Regions from separate parts of the Mus musculus genome. Here region 1 is linked to region 2. A link is a contact called in public Hi-C data. All regions are on one chromosome and are shown on one strand. Each heading gives the region's core, a stretch centred on a gene start, on an enhancer-like site or on the middle of the called end of the contact. The rest is flanking DNA. Distances are from core to core; before and after follow the strand shown. Region 1 holds the start of Nkx3-2 (NK3 homeobox 2). Region 2 holds the start of A930033C23Rik (a long non-coding RNA gene).

Region 1 (5,448 bases), core at 1,496-3,995, 6.4 Mb after region 2:
AGTTCCAGGGCCCTGTCACCCTGGATAGGTGTGTCAAGTCCCAGCAGGATTTCATTCCCCACCTGCCTCATCCCCAGTTGAGCAGAACTCGCCTGCACAGAGTACACCTGTCCGTGGCGGTGCATACGGGGGACGCAGGAATCCTTCTTTGCCTCGTCCCAAGGGCTTCACTGGGTACCAGCAGCGGCCGCGCACGTGGACAGCGCCCAGCCCGGGAGACAGTAGTAAGGGTAGTAGTAGGAGGGCTGCAGTGGCAGAAGGGAAGGTGGCCTCAGCACCTCTCCGGGCAAATACTGTCTTTGGTCGTCACGCACCAGCACCTTTACGGCCACTTTCTTGGCGGCGGGTGCAGAGGCGAGCAGGTCGGCGGCCATCTGCCGGCGTTTGGTCTTGTAGCGACGGTTCTGAAACCAGATCTTCACTTGCGTCTCTGTGAGCTTCAGCGAAGCTGCCAGGTCTGCGCGCTCCGGCCCGGACAGGTAGCGCTGATGGTTAAAGCGGCGCTCCAGCTCGAAGACCTGGGCGTGCGAGAAGGCGGCCCGGGAGCGCTTCTTTCGCGGTTTAGGGGCTGCGGGCTCTTCCTCCTCCTCCACGCCGCCCGCCTGCCCGCCGCTAGCCCCGCTGCCCGCGGCGCCGCGCAACCCAGGCACGCGTGCACCTCCAGGGCTAACGCTGTCATCCTCGCCTCTCGGGCTGTGGTCGCCTGCGGATTCCGGTAGGAACAAAAAGCAAAGAACCTGTCAGACTCGCAGAGGGGAAGATGGGTCTCGGTTGCTGTGGTTTCTTGCGGAAGATTGGCAAGGGAACCCACTTTGAGCCTACTGAAAGGGGAGGAGAAGTTCCAGAGGGTTCTGTTTCAGAACTCTGTCCTCCACGCTTCTCACATAATGTATCTTTTCTGCTGCTTGCTAGAGCAGTAGGGGAACAGCTCTTCCCGAGTTTTCCAGGCCCCAGATTTCCTGCAGGAATGTAGGATACTTGGCCTGAACATATCCACAAGTTTTGTTCTGTACTTAGCCCTGAATCGTGGCTTTCTACACTGAATTTCTGTTTCGAGTTGTACAGCACACCTTTGCACACCCACACCCACACATCCGTTGACTACAGGAAAGAGGAAGGTGGTGGTGGGGAAGGGTGCAGATCTTGAGGTCAGAGGTATAGAGAGTCTTCCGTCCTAAGAACCCAGAACTGTCAGGATACGGCAACAGGGAACAACGCGAGGCCCCAGTACACTTGCCTCCCTGTTCTTTGCATGAAAATAAAGGGAAGCCGGGTGCAGACAGTGAAGACCCTGATCTGAACCCCGTTTCCCAGCCTTTTCTGTGCTTCCTGCAGCACCGCCTGCAAAAGAAGTCAGCGCTCTGGCCGGCTCGAAGCCTATGCGAGGCCTACAGCAGACTGTACCCAATAGAAGCCAGCAGCCGGCCTTTCAGACTAAGAAATATACCCGTGAGTGGATACAGAGTCTTGACGATCCAGCGCCTCCCAGACCACCTCAACCACACTTCCCCACCATCTCCCGCCTTCAGGTAACTGCTACTTTTGTTTCTAGCTCCCTAGGTACTCAGCCAAAGGCTGTTTTGCCAGTCCTGGGGTAAGGGAAGTTAAACGCGCCCTTTCCCAAGGCTCCCCACTCCTACGCTGTGACAGGATCTGCAGTCGTTGGCATGGCTGTGTCAGGGATCTACCTCATAGATTTTTGGTCCCCCTTTCCTAAATCTAGAGATTTTAAATGGGCACAGCTGAGGCACTGCAGATGAACTCAAAGTTCTTGGTGCAGAGCGCAGGCCACATAGTACCAGGACACCCGGCTCTAAGAAGCTCACTTGCTTCAGGTTTGGGGCAGCGCGCGCCAACGCGAAGAACTTGGAGACTTCGCTAGCACTAAGCCCGGCAGGGCGTCGTGTTCCCACAGTAGGCCCACCCCGCCTCAGAGTGCTTGACCTCTTAACCCACCCCCTTCAGCCCAGCCCCCTTCCTGGAGAACCCCCCGCAGCAGCAGACCTGAAACGCTGGCTGACATCTCGCTGTCGCTGCGGACCGGGGCTTCCTCCTCCAGGTCCTTGGCGGCGTGCAGCTCGCAGCCTGGCTGGTCCAGGCCCAGGGTCACCCTGGCGCGGCCGGTTCCACTGGCTCCCGGGACATCGGCGCAGCGCCTCCTGCCCTCGTTCTCTTCGCTCAGGGCTGAGTCTGAGTCCCAACCTCCCGGACTCTCTGCGCTCTGCCCCACGGCTGTTCTGGTTCGGGCGGGAGATGCCAGAAGAGAGTCCTCGGCGCCCCCCAGCGCACCGGCCTCGGTCTCCCCGAAGATCCGCCAGCAGCAGACGGCGGGCGCCGCGGTCACCGCCACCTCTGTGCCCCCTGGTGCCGGGCGCCCCTCCGGCGTAGCCAACCCGCCGCGCTCCTCTTTCTTGTTGAGGATCGCCTGGATGGAGAAGGGCGTCAAGGTGCCGCTGCCGCGCACAGCCATCTGCGCCGCAGATCGGAGCCGGCAGCCAGGAGGGCAACTGGGGCGCGGGGACAGCTTCGAGCCTGACACGGAGCTCTGGGCGACCTCAGCGCGAGTGAGAGGGGCGCGCCAGGCCCCCGCAACCCACTCCTGCGCAGCACAGCAGCCCCCGCCCCCCTCAGTTCCAGGATCCGCGCCGACCCTCACCCCACCTCACAGGCCCACCTCGCCAGGACCCCCTCCCCTGGAATCCAGCGCCAGATGCTCTTCTCCTACAGCCCGGCCGATTATCTCTTCGCCCGTGGCCCTCTGGGGACCGGCCCGGGTCTGTCCTCTGGGGAGAGGCCGGCGAGAATTGTCAAGGGTCCTCTCCGCGTCTGCAGTCGCCTCCGGAGCGCCGCCGAGGCGCACCGCCCAAAGTCACTTTTTCTGTGCGCCTCTGTCTTCCCGGCCTGTAGGGCTTCGCTCCTGGCGGGTCCTCCCTCTTCCCCTCTGGGCTGGCTTTTCCGGAGCCTACTCCTCTGGCGCCCGCAGTGACAGCTGAGGCCCCTAAAATCGGAGAAGAGCGGGGACACCTTTTACCCTCTGCCGGGGTTTTATCTGTTTCTTCTCTTTGCTTCTGCGTTCCACTGTACCCCCCCCCCCCTCCCATCAGAGTGTCATTCCTCACCGCTGAGTGACAGCATCGGGCCACGCCCCTTCACTAGCTGTCCTGGGCTCTCCCGGCAGTGGATTGGCTGGTTCCAACTGGAGGCCGTTGACTTTAAGAGACTCTAGTCCACCAGTTGAGTAGCAAAAGACAGGGTCTGATTTAACCCCTTCCCTCCTAAACCTGGTTCTCAGTAGCATCCTTCAGCATCGAGGAGAACCATCATCCCGAAACTTTGTTTCTGATTTCAGTTCCGATAACCATCGACTCTAGCGCTTTTCTGGAACACCAGTATGAACCCCAGCTCAAAATTTCGGCGAAAACTCAACAGAAAGCATCTCCAGATGTGACGTATAGTTTCTGTTCTCTAGGAAGGAGCCCAGAGTCGAAGAACAAAATTCATCTTTTTTTTTCCTTCCACTCTTAAAGTTTCTCAGCTGTTTCTCTGCTAATGCTCTTTACTGAAGTAATCTGATAATTAAAATCACTCTACTAAGTACTCCTATCATTTTACGTTTGATTGGATTGGATTTCTGTAGACGACTTAAAAAGCTAGGTTGAAAAATATTAGTTAAGCACCAAGTGGGGCGAGGAATTGGAAAGCATTTGGGTAGAGAATTTTTGGAGCTGGGTATTCGTCTCCTTGGGCAATCAACTCTGAATTTAATTGGATTTGTTCAATTTGTTTTACATCAAGAAGAAAACATAAAAATGCTTTTAATTTGTTCTTTAAATATTCTGTTTCTTGTGAGTTGAGAAGGAGTAGATAAGTTTGAAAGAGACTAGCTGGGAGTTACACAATAGTGAGATCCAGAACTGAGATTTAATGCCCTTAAAAATAAGAACCAAGTTATTTTACTCACTAGAAGGAAGTAAATACAAAATATAAACATTGTGGTTATGTCAAAACATATGTTGCCTATTTACTAAACATCTTTTTAATGACAAGTTTGTTCAAGTGACAAATCTTACTGACTGCTCCACAAATGTGACCCGAGGCTTGGTCCAATACACAAGCTTGAACCTCTGAACACATTTAAATAGTTGTGATGTTAATTTCAGAAGCTGAGGAGGCCACTTCATTGGTGTCATTAAAATAGGGAAGGCCTCCTGCAGCTGCTTCCCAGAGCTGATCCGCACTGCGGGGGAGAAATCGTTACCCAGTCAAAGTCGTCCGCCTCGCCTCGGGAGGAAGGTTAGAAACTTGTAGACTTCGTGGCTTGCAGTTGCCTGTTTTCCTGCCCTATGAAGATGCTGCAGGGTCCCTTGGGGTAAGGGATGGGCCTCTCTTGAAGGGGCTACAACTCTTCATAGTTCTTCACAATTGTGTAAGTTTTGAGGGAAAGATTTAAATTCGTTGTTAGTAGCTGGCAACTATAACAGCCAAGGGACTAACTTCTGGCTAGGACAAGGATCCAATGAAATGCTTAAGAGGTTTCAAAATGAGGCTCTCCACTCCCCCTTCAACATTTTCATGCTTTTATTAAAATCGATTTTCTCTTCTCTGCATCCCATGCTGGGTGTTGAGAATGTGTATAGCTATCTTGACTTAGGGGCTAGTGGAGGACGAGGGACAAAGCTTGATAGAAAAATGAGGTTACTCAGGTGCAGAGCATGTGTGTGATGGCCTGTGGACATGGGGCTCTCTCGGTGGGGACAAGAACCAGTGAGCTCTGGACATGCTGATGGACAAGAATATCCAAGAGTGTAATACCTGAGCGCTAGGGTTAGGTTTGGGTATCCATATGCTTATTTGAAGTAATGATTACTACTTATTTGGCAGAAATAACCGGTTTTGTTTTGTTTTGTTGTCTTTTTTATCTCAAATCACAAGTTGACAAGAGGTAAGTGGCAGACATTTTTGAAGCTCGGAAAACCACTTGTTCGGTCATTTTAAAAGTTGTTGGCATTGCTGGTTTTTGCATGAGAATAACGAAATGGTTTCAATCCGCCTCTCCAGGAGGCGCGGGGCGACGGAGTTTGCCAGAGGTTAGCAGATCGTTAGGTCTAGTGAGTGACCGGTGCAGGCAGGGCCAGAAGGAGATGTGTTTGGAAGAAGATAAACACTCGGTTCTGAGCTACGGAGAGAGGAAGCCCCTGAAAGAGTAAGAAGTGAGAAGAGATGAAAAGGCGTTGGGGGCTATGGCCGGATGCACTGAAGTACCTAGAGTACATCCTGAGTCAAGGTCAGCTCAAGAGGTCAGAGGAGGTCTGGAACTGCTCGGCTAGCATAGGCATACCCCCCCAACCCCCTTCGAGGACAACGTGGGTGATAGCCTCTAGGCTAAGCATCCAACTTCGGAAAACCCGTGACTGCTGACAACTGTGGCTCTTGGCCTGGCGCAGGCGC
Region 2 (5,870 bases), core at 3,074-5,573:
GCAGAGGCTCCTGCTCATGAGATCCAAGTGGTCCACCTTAGTGGACCCTGTCCTACTGGCAAGAGAAGTCTCACGGCCAAGCCCTATTTTCGAGCCCCCAGGTTCCCCATCACAAGCCATTTGGCACATAACTCTCTTGATTCTGTATAAGAAACCAACAGTGTTCTTGCTGGAGCAGGGCACGTGAGGTTCCCAGCCGGTCAGAGTTTCCTGAGTTTCTACCAGGAGTATGGAAGCAGCCCTAGGCTAGCTCTAGGTACTGGACAGGGTGGGGTGGTGGCTCAGAGAGTAAGGACATCCAGGAAGACTCCATGCTTTGTCCCAAATCAGAGCAAACAACAGTAGGCATGGGAACAATGAAGTCTTCCCAAGAACTGCAGCCCTACCCTGACAGCTGCAGGAAAGCTGCAGGACAGACAACTCTCACACAGTCACACATCCGACTGCTCAGGGAGGAAGCTCCCCAGAGCAGGGCTCTGCCCTCACCCAGAAAACAGCCCAGCTGGGCTGAGACCCAGGGGCTGGGCACTGGCCAGGTAAGCTAAGCCTTATTTTCTCTTTCTCTCTCTGGCCTGCCTTCTGTTGCCCAGCTCCCCTCCTCCAACCCCTCAGCAACAAGGTAGAAAATGAAAGCAGTGCTTCGCTGTAGCTTGGACTCTGGGCCGGAAAAGCCACTGGGAGGCCGGCCTCCAGCCAGAGAGCAGCTCCTGCGGGTTCTCTAGGACTGGGCAGTCCAGTGCTGGAGAAGGAGGGAGGCCCCTTTGATACAATGAACTTGCTCAGCTACCAGAGCAGGCATTCACCAAAACGCCATGGAGAAAGGACTTGGGAGGATGGGGTCCCAGGAACTCCGCTAGTCAGCTAGCCTGGAGCCAATTCCTGGGTGTCTGGTTGCCCTGGAAGGAAAAAGGAGAGGTGGCTGTCCCCTTGGCACATCTGTCCTCATAGCATATGCTCACTCTCAGTCGGTTGCCCACAGGTTCCAGGACTGAGGGAAAATGGGGACAAGCTAGGGCTTCCTGTGGGTTATTGGGGAAGCTAGGAAGAGCAGGGTTCCTGCAGGAGCTGGGTTTGTTTGTTTTGTTGTGTAGTTTTTTAAAAAATTATTATTATCGTAAAGGTGTTTGTAGGTATTGTTACCCAGTCAGTTCAGTAAAACCAGAACAGAAAAACAAACAAAAAAACAAAACAACAAAATTATGTGTCCTGCCACCATACATCAAAGCCAGATTAAGAATTTATTGGGACTATGTTTTATTAGTCAGACTGTTACCTTAAAAATAAAAACAAAAAATTAAAGTGCATTTAATTTTAAAGTAAATTGCATAAGTTTATACATTTCTAAGTTTACCAATGAAATGATATGATGTTGGTTTATCTAAAATACGCAGCAAAATTAAAAGGGGAATGGAAGAGAGGCGCTTGATTAGGAGTCCGTACTTGCGGAAGGTCCAGAGGCAGGCTTGAAAATAAACCTAAGTAAATCTGTTTAACCAGACCGTGGAAACGCGAGGATTTGTGCTGGGGGGGGGGGGGGGCCGGGGGGCGGGCGGGGCGGAGAAAGGGTGACTTTCCACCCGAGAAGCTGCAGTACGTTCCAATTTTATTTTCACCCAATCTGAGTCTCACCTGGGTTCACTTAAAACTCGGCTTTTAAAAAGCTGTGCATCCTCGCGGCTTAGCTAGAACTTGACCGTTAAAGCTCACATACTTAGCTTTACAACTATTTTGGTCTCAAACAACCCCCTTTTCTCCCCACGCCGCTTTCCGGGGTTTCATCCCTCTCACTCTGGTCACGGTGACCGCACCGGACTCCTCACCCGGGGTCCGGGCGCCTTGGAGGGGGCAAAAGGGCTTAAAGGTCGCGACCTTGCAACACAGTGTGGGGTAGTGCCCTGCGGCCGCCTTTCTGGTCTGGGATCTAGGTCTTCTGTTTCTGGAGCACCGGGGATCTGCGGCGCAGAATGCGGGAAGGAGGCTCGGGGCCCACAGGCGACACTCGCGAAGGGTGGATGGAGAAGGGCTGCATCCGGACCTCCGGGAAGCCCTGGGCTGGAGACCGCTAAACAGACCAAGCACCCGTGGGCTCTGCGTGATCCGGGATTGCAGGGGCACCACCTCTGCGGATCCAGACGCCTGCTAGCCATGGTTCTGCGCTCGCCCTGGAATGTCTCCCTTCCCCGCCCTCCGCCTGCTGGTTCTCTTGGTTCGCCCGGGACACAGCGACGTTATTCTCCCGCTCGACTCTCCCCAGTGGCCGTGATCCTTCTTCTCACGCGTCCTGCCATGCGGGAAGTGACTCCTTCCCTGCGACGGGCGCTCTGGTTTCTTGGTCCTGCCTCCCACTATGGGTCCCGGACTCCGCGCGCTTCGACCCACCGGGCTGCGGACGCGGCTGCATATCCCGCGTCAGCACCTTTCCGCTGGTGCCACGAGGCCCTGTTTCGCCATCAGGTAGGAGTGAGAGACATGGGGGGGGGGGGGTGCGTACTGCGGAGCCCGGGATGAGACGCCGGCCCTCCTCCGACCTTACTGGGCTTAGACGCTCCGGGCAGTCTCAAGGGACCCTGTGGCTCGCAGCCCCGCCCCGCCCCCGCGCCGGGCCCAGCCCCGCCCGGCCCGCGGCGCCCCTCCGATCCCGCCTAGGCCGCTCACCTGGCGTCTCGCAGTCTGCTGCGGTCTGCAGACCCTCCCCTCCGTCCTCACCTCTCGTCTCCTATCCACCTCATCCTGCGTGTCCTTACGCGGGCTAGGTGCCCAGTCACATAGTAAAGGTTCCTTTCCGAGCCGAGGGCATGTAACGGAGGTGGGGACGCCGAGGTCCGGAAGGCATCGGGAATGAGGCGGAGGTACATGAACGCGGGTGCTGGTGGAGTCCAGGCAACGCTCGCCTTGGCCGAGAACAGAAGATGGACCCACCTGATGGGAGGAGCTCAGCCTGGTCCCTGGGCACAGACCTTCCCTAGCACACAGGGGGCAGGGGGAAGCTCACTATGCTCTGTGTCTTTCCTGGATCCCCGTGGCTGGGATGGGGCCCGATACTCCCATCTTAAGACTGCGAGCGCCGAGCCTCGCAGCTGCACAGTGCCCCCACAAAAGACAGGGGTGCTATCCTAGTTGTGTGTTCGAAAAATAATCAGTCCCAGTCTGACTCCAAGGCTCACGCATCCCGTGATCTGGGAGACGGAAGCAATGTTGGGATTTCTTTTCAACTGGGCAAATGAGGGGGCCAGAAGTGGGAGAGCCCACTGTCTCTCAACTCCTTCCAGAGAGTTCTCTACACCAGGGAGTAGATCTGAGGGCCCTACACTGGAATTCATTCGTTTCCTTTTTAAAAGCTTGGAGACAGAAGCTAGAACTCACCCGGAGCCTAGTAGGACTTCCTCAGACCTCCAGGCCGTTCAGACAGCAAACAATGATAAGCAAGCAAGCAGAATGATGCCACGTGCCCTTAGGGCTGACCGAAATTGGTTGTGGAGAAAAGACCTTAATCATTTTCCGGATCCACTTTACCTCCTAAGGGCGGCTGTGAAGAACGGGAGGCTTGCCTCTGAGCATCCCCGCTCCCCAGCAGTGTCCAGGCCCAGTCTTACCTGGTCATTGTATGTACAAGTCCATTGTGGCCCCAAGATATGTCGCAGCCCACACCCCTCCTCTTTTTTCTAGAAGGGAACAATACTTTGGGCCAGCAAGAAGAAGGGCTTTTGGGGGACAGAGAGAATGGAATGGGGACGCTGTTCAAATCTTGAAGAAGCTCATTCTTTTCTGGGGCCTCTATTCACCCACCTTAATATCATGGGACCTACCTGGTGGAGCCATGTGCCCAGGCTCTGATCCAGGGCCTGAGCCTTGCCTTTACTGTGGGATTCGATGTCCCTCGTAGCAACATAGGACTAGTTGGGAGAGCATTGTGCCCCTAAGCCTAGGGTCTTGCGCTCAGAGTGGGCTCTGCATAGGTTTGGGTATCTTAGTATCCAACTCTCTGCCCAAACATGGAGGAGTAGAAGCCACTGTCTGAGGGAATCTAAGGTTCCAAAATGTCCAGCTGAGGAGCCACTGTCACTTCCCCAGGAGCTCTGCCATCCCTCATCCAGTGTCAGAACTCTCTTTCATCTGTTTCTTTAGAACCTCACTCTTGGCTTCGCCCCTTGAGGTCACTGTACCCACCTGATGTTGGCTTCACCCCACCGAGGTCACTGTTCCTACACGACATAAATGGCTCTCGAAGCTTGACAACCACAGCGCCTTTACATCTAGATTTGGATTGAGTTTTCTTTCTGAAATTTCTAAAATCCATTTCCCCCAAATGGGCAGGAGCCTCGCATGCTCGGCGGCAACCCCCACCCCCCCCCCCACCCCAGCGGCCTGGCCGCATTGATCCCACGCCTTACAGCACATCACATTAGCCTAATGGTTTCTCTGATGATTCAACTTCTTTTCCTTAAGAGCCGCCCCTCGGCCCTCCACCCTCCGCCGCGCCGAGGACCTCGCCCCTGGGACCCGCAGCCCGCGGGGAGGCGACGCGCTCCGGAGCCGGCGAGGCGCGCAGGGCGGCGGGATGTAACCGGTGGTCCGCGGGGAACCTGGCGCTCACCTTAGACTAGATCTTCAGAGGCTTCCGGAGTCAGACCCTCGAACCTTCCGACTCAGACCGGAGAAGAGCCAGGCAGCTCCGAAGCACAGCGACCGCTTGGGCCCCTGCCCTGGGACACGGACCCATGCTTCGGCCCTTCTGCCGGGGCAAGCAGGGCCCAGGCAGGCCTCCCCGGCCGCTAGCCAATCGGTTCTGCACGTCCCCATCTGCGCGCAGAGAAGCGGTGTTCGGTATAGAAAATTAAACACACGCGCACACGCGCGAGCGCGCACACACACAGAAGGGGCTTTCCAAATTCAGGCACCCACGGATAGCTGAGTTTTTTTCTTTTTCTTTATCTTTTCTTTAAATGTTGTTGTTGTTGTTGTTTTGTCTCTCTGTGTAGACCAGTCTGGCCTCGAGCTGAGAGAGAGATCCATGTGCCTTTAATCTGTTGAGATTAAAGGTTTGCCACCACCAATCCTGGCTGAGTTTTGTTTTGATTTTGACATATTCTTAGTTTTGCAGGGCTGGCGATGAAATTCAAGGTTTCAAGTAGGCTTCAAGCCTGAGCGTTCACTAACCCGTTCATTGGTTTGTTTGCAAATAGGAAATGTATTGTCGGAGCAGAAAAATTAAAGGTGTGATCAAGCATGCTGGAAGAAAAGCTCTCTTCCGGCCTCCAAGATGAAAACTCACTCCAGACAGACAAGTCTGCTTATTATTATTATTATTATTATTATTATTACTATTATTATGATAAGATCTGCCTTGTAGCTCAGGCTGACTTCCAGCTCCTGGCCCTCTTAACCTCACTCACCTCCTAAATGCTAGCTTTATAGACCCCACCTGAAGTTTACAAGCCCTGAAGTTCTCAAGAGTATGGAATCCACTTGTATAGTGTGGAACCTCTCACCAAATCCTTAAAGGAAAAAAAAAGTTCGTTTTCACTTAGATACAGTAAAGGTTTAAACTGAGAGACACCCCCCCCCAGGCTGGGGGTTTGAGCTTTCCAGGTGGGACTGGCAAATTGTCAGCAAAATAAACACAAATAAAAACCCAGTATGTCCTCACGGCTCCCTGTTCCTCCACCCATTCTGTTTTATCAAAGCTACCAATGCATCCATCATATGTAAAATCTAATGCACATAATGTTAAGTGGTCTGCTTTCACAAAGGGCAGAAAGATCCCGTACCTCTGCGTACCCCAGCAAGTCCTTAGCTTGCACCTTGGCCTCCTCCTACAACCGGGAAGGTACCTGGACCCTCTTTTCCCATCCTGCCTTTTTTCTTTTTAC

Evidence for each region. Hi-C and Micro-C count contacts between places; a contact is called where the count stands out from the background.
Region 1: a Hi-C map of epiblasts shows a contact between it and region 2, with 19 times the contacts expected there. The contact joins the promoter of Nkx3-2 here to the promoter of A930033C23Rik in region 2. A contact is called at or near these places in 1 of 39 promoter capture datasets (cranial neural crest) and 5 of 484 Hi-C or Micro-C datasets (embryonic stem cells and epiblasts).

The regions. Positions count from the first base shown.
Region 1 is chr5:41,761,475-41,766,922 of GRCm38.p6, forward strand. Nkx3-2 (NK3 homeobox 2) reads right to left here and starts at 2,746. Exons shown (of 2, transcript NM_007524.3): 1 at 2,005-2,746; 2 at 9-703. The coding sequence starts at 2,470. The coding sequence ends at 168. It overlaps Gm46910 (a long non-coding RNA gene), which reads left to right and starts at 1,161. Exons shown (of 2, transcript XR_001784850.2): 1 at 1,161-1,529; 2 at 3,350-3,611.
Region 2 is chr5:35,395,232-35,401,101 of GRCm38.p6, forward strand. It overlaps A930033C23Rik (a long non-coding RNA gene), which reads right to left and starts at 4,324. Exons shown (of 3, transcript XR_003955880.1): 1 at 3,594-4,324; 2 at 2,656-3,457; 3 at 1,562-2,439. It also overlaps a transcript of Hmx1 not described here.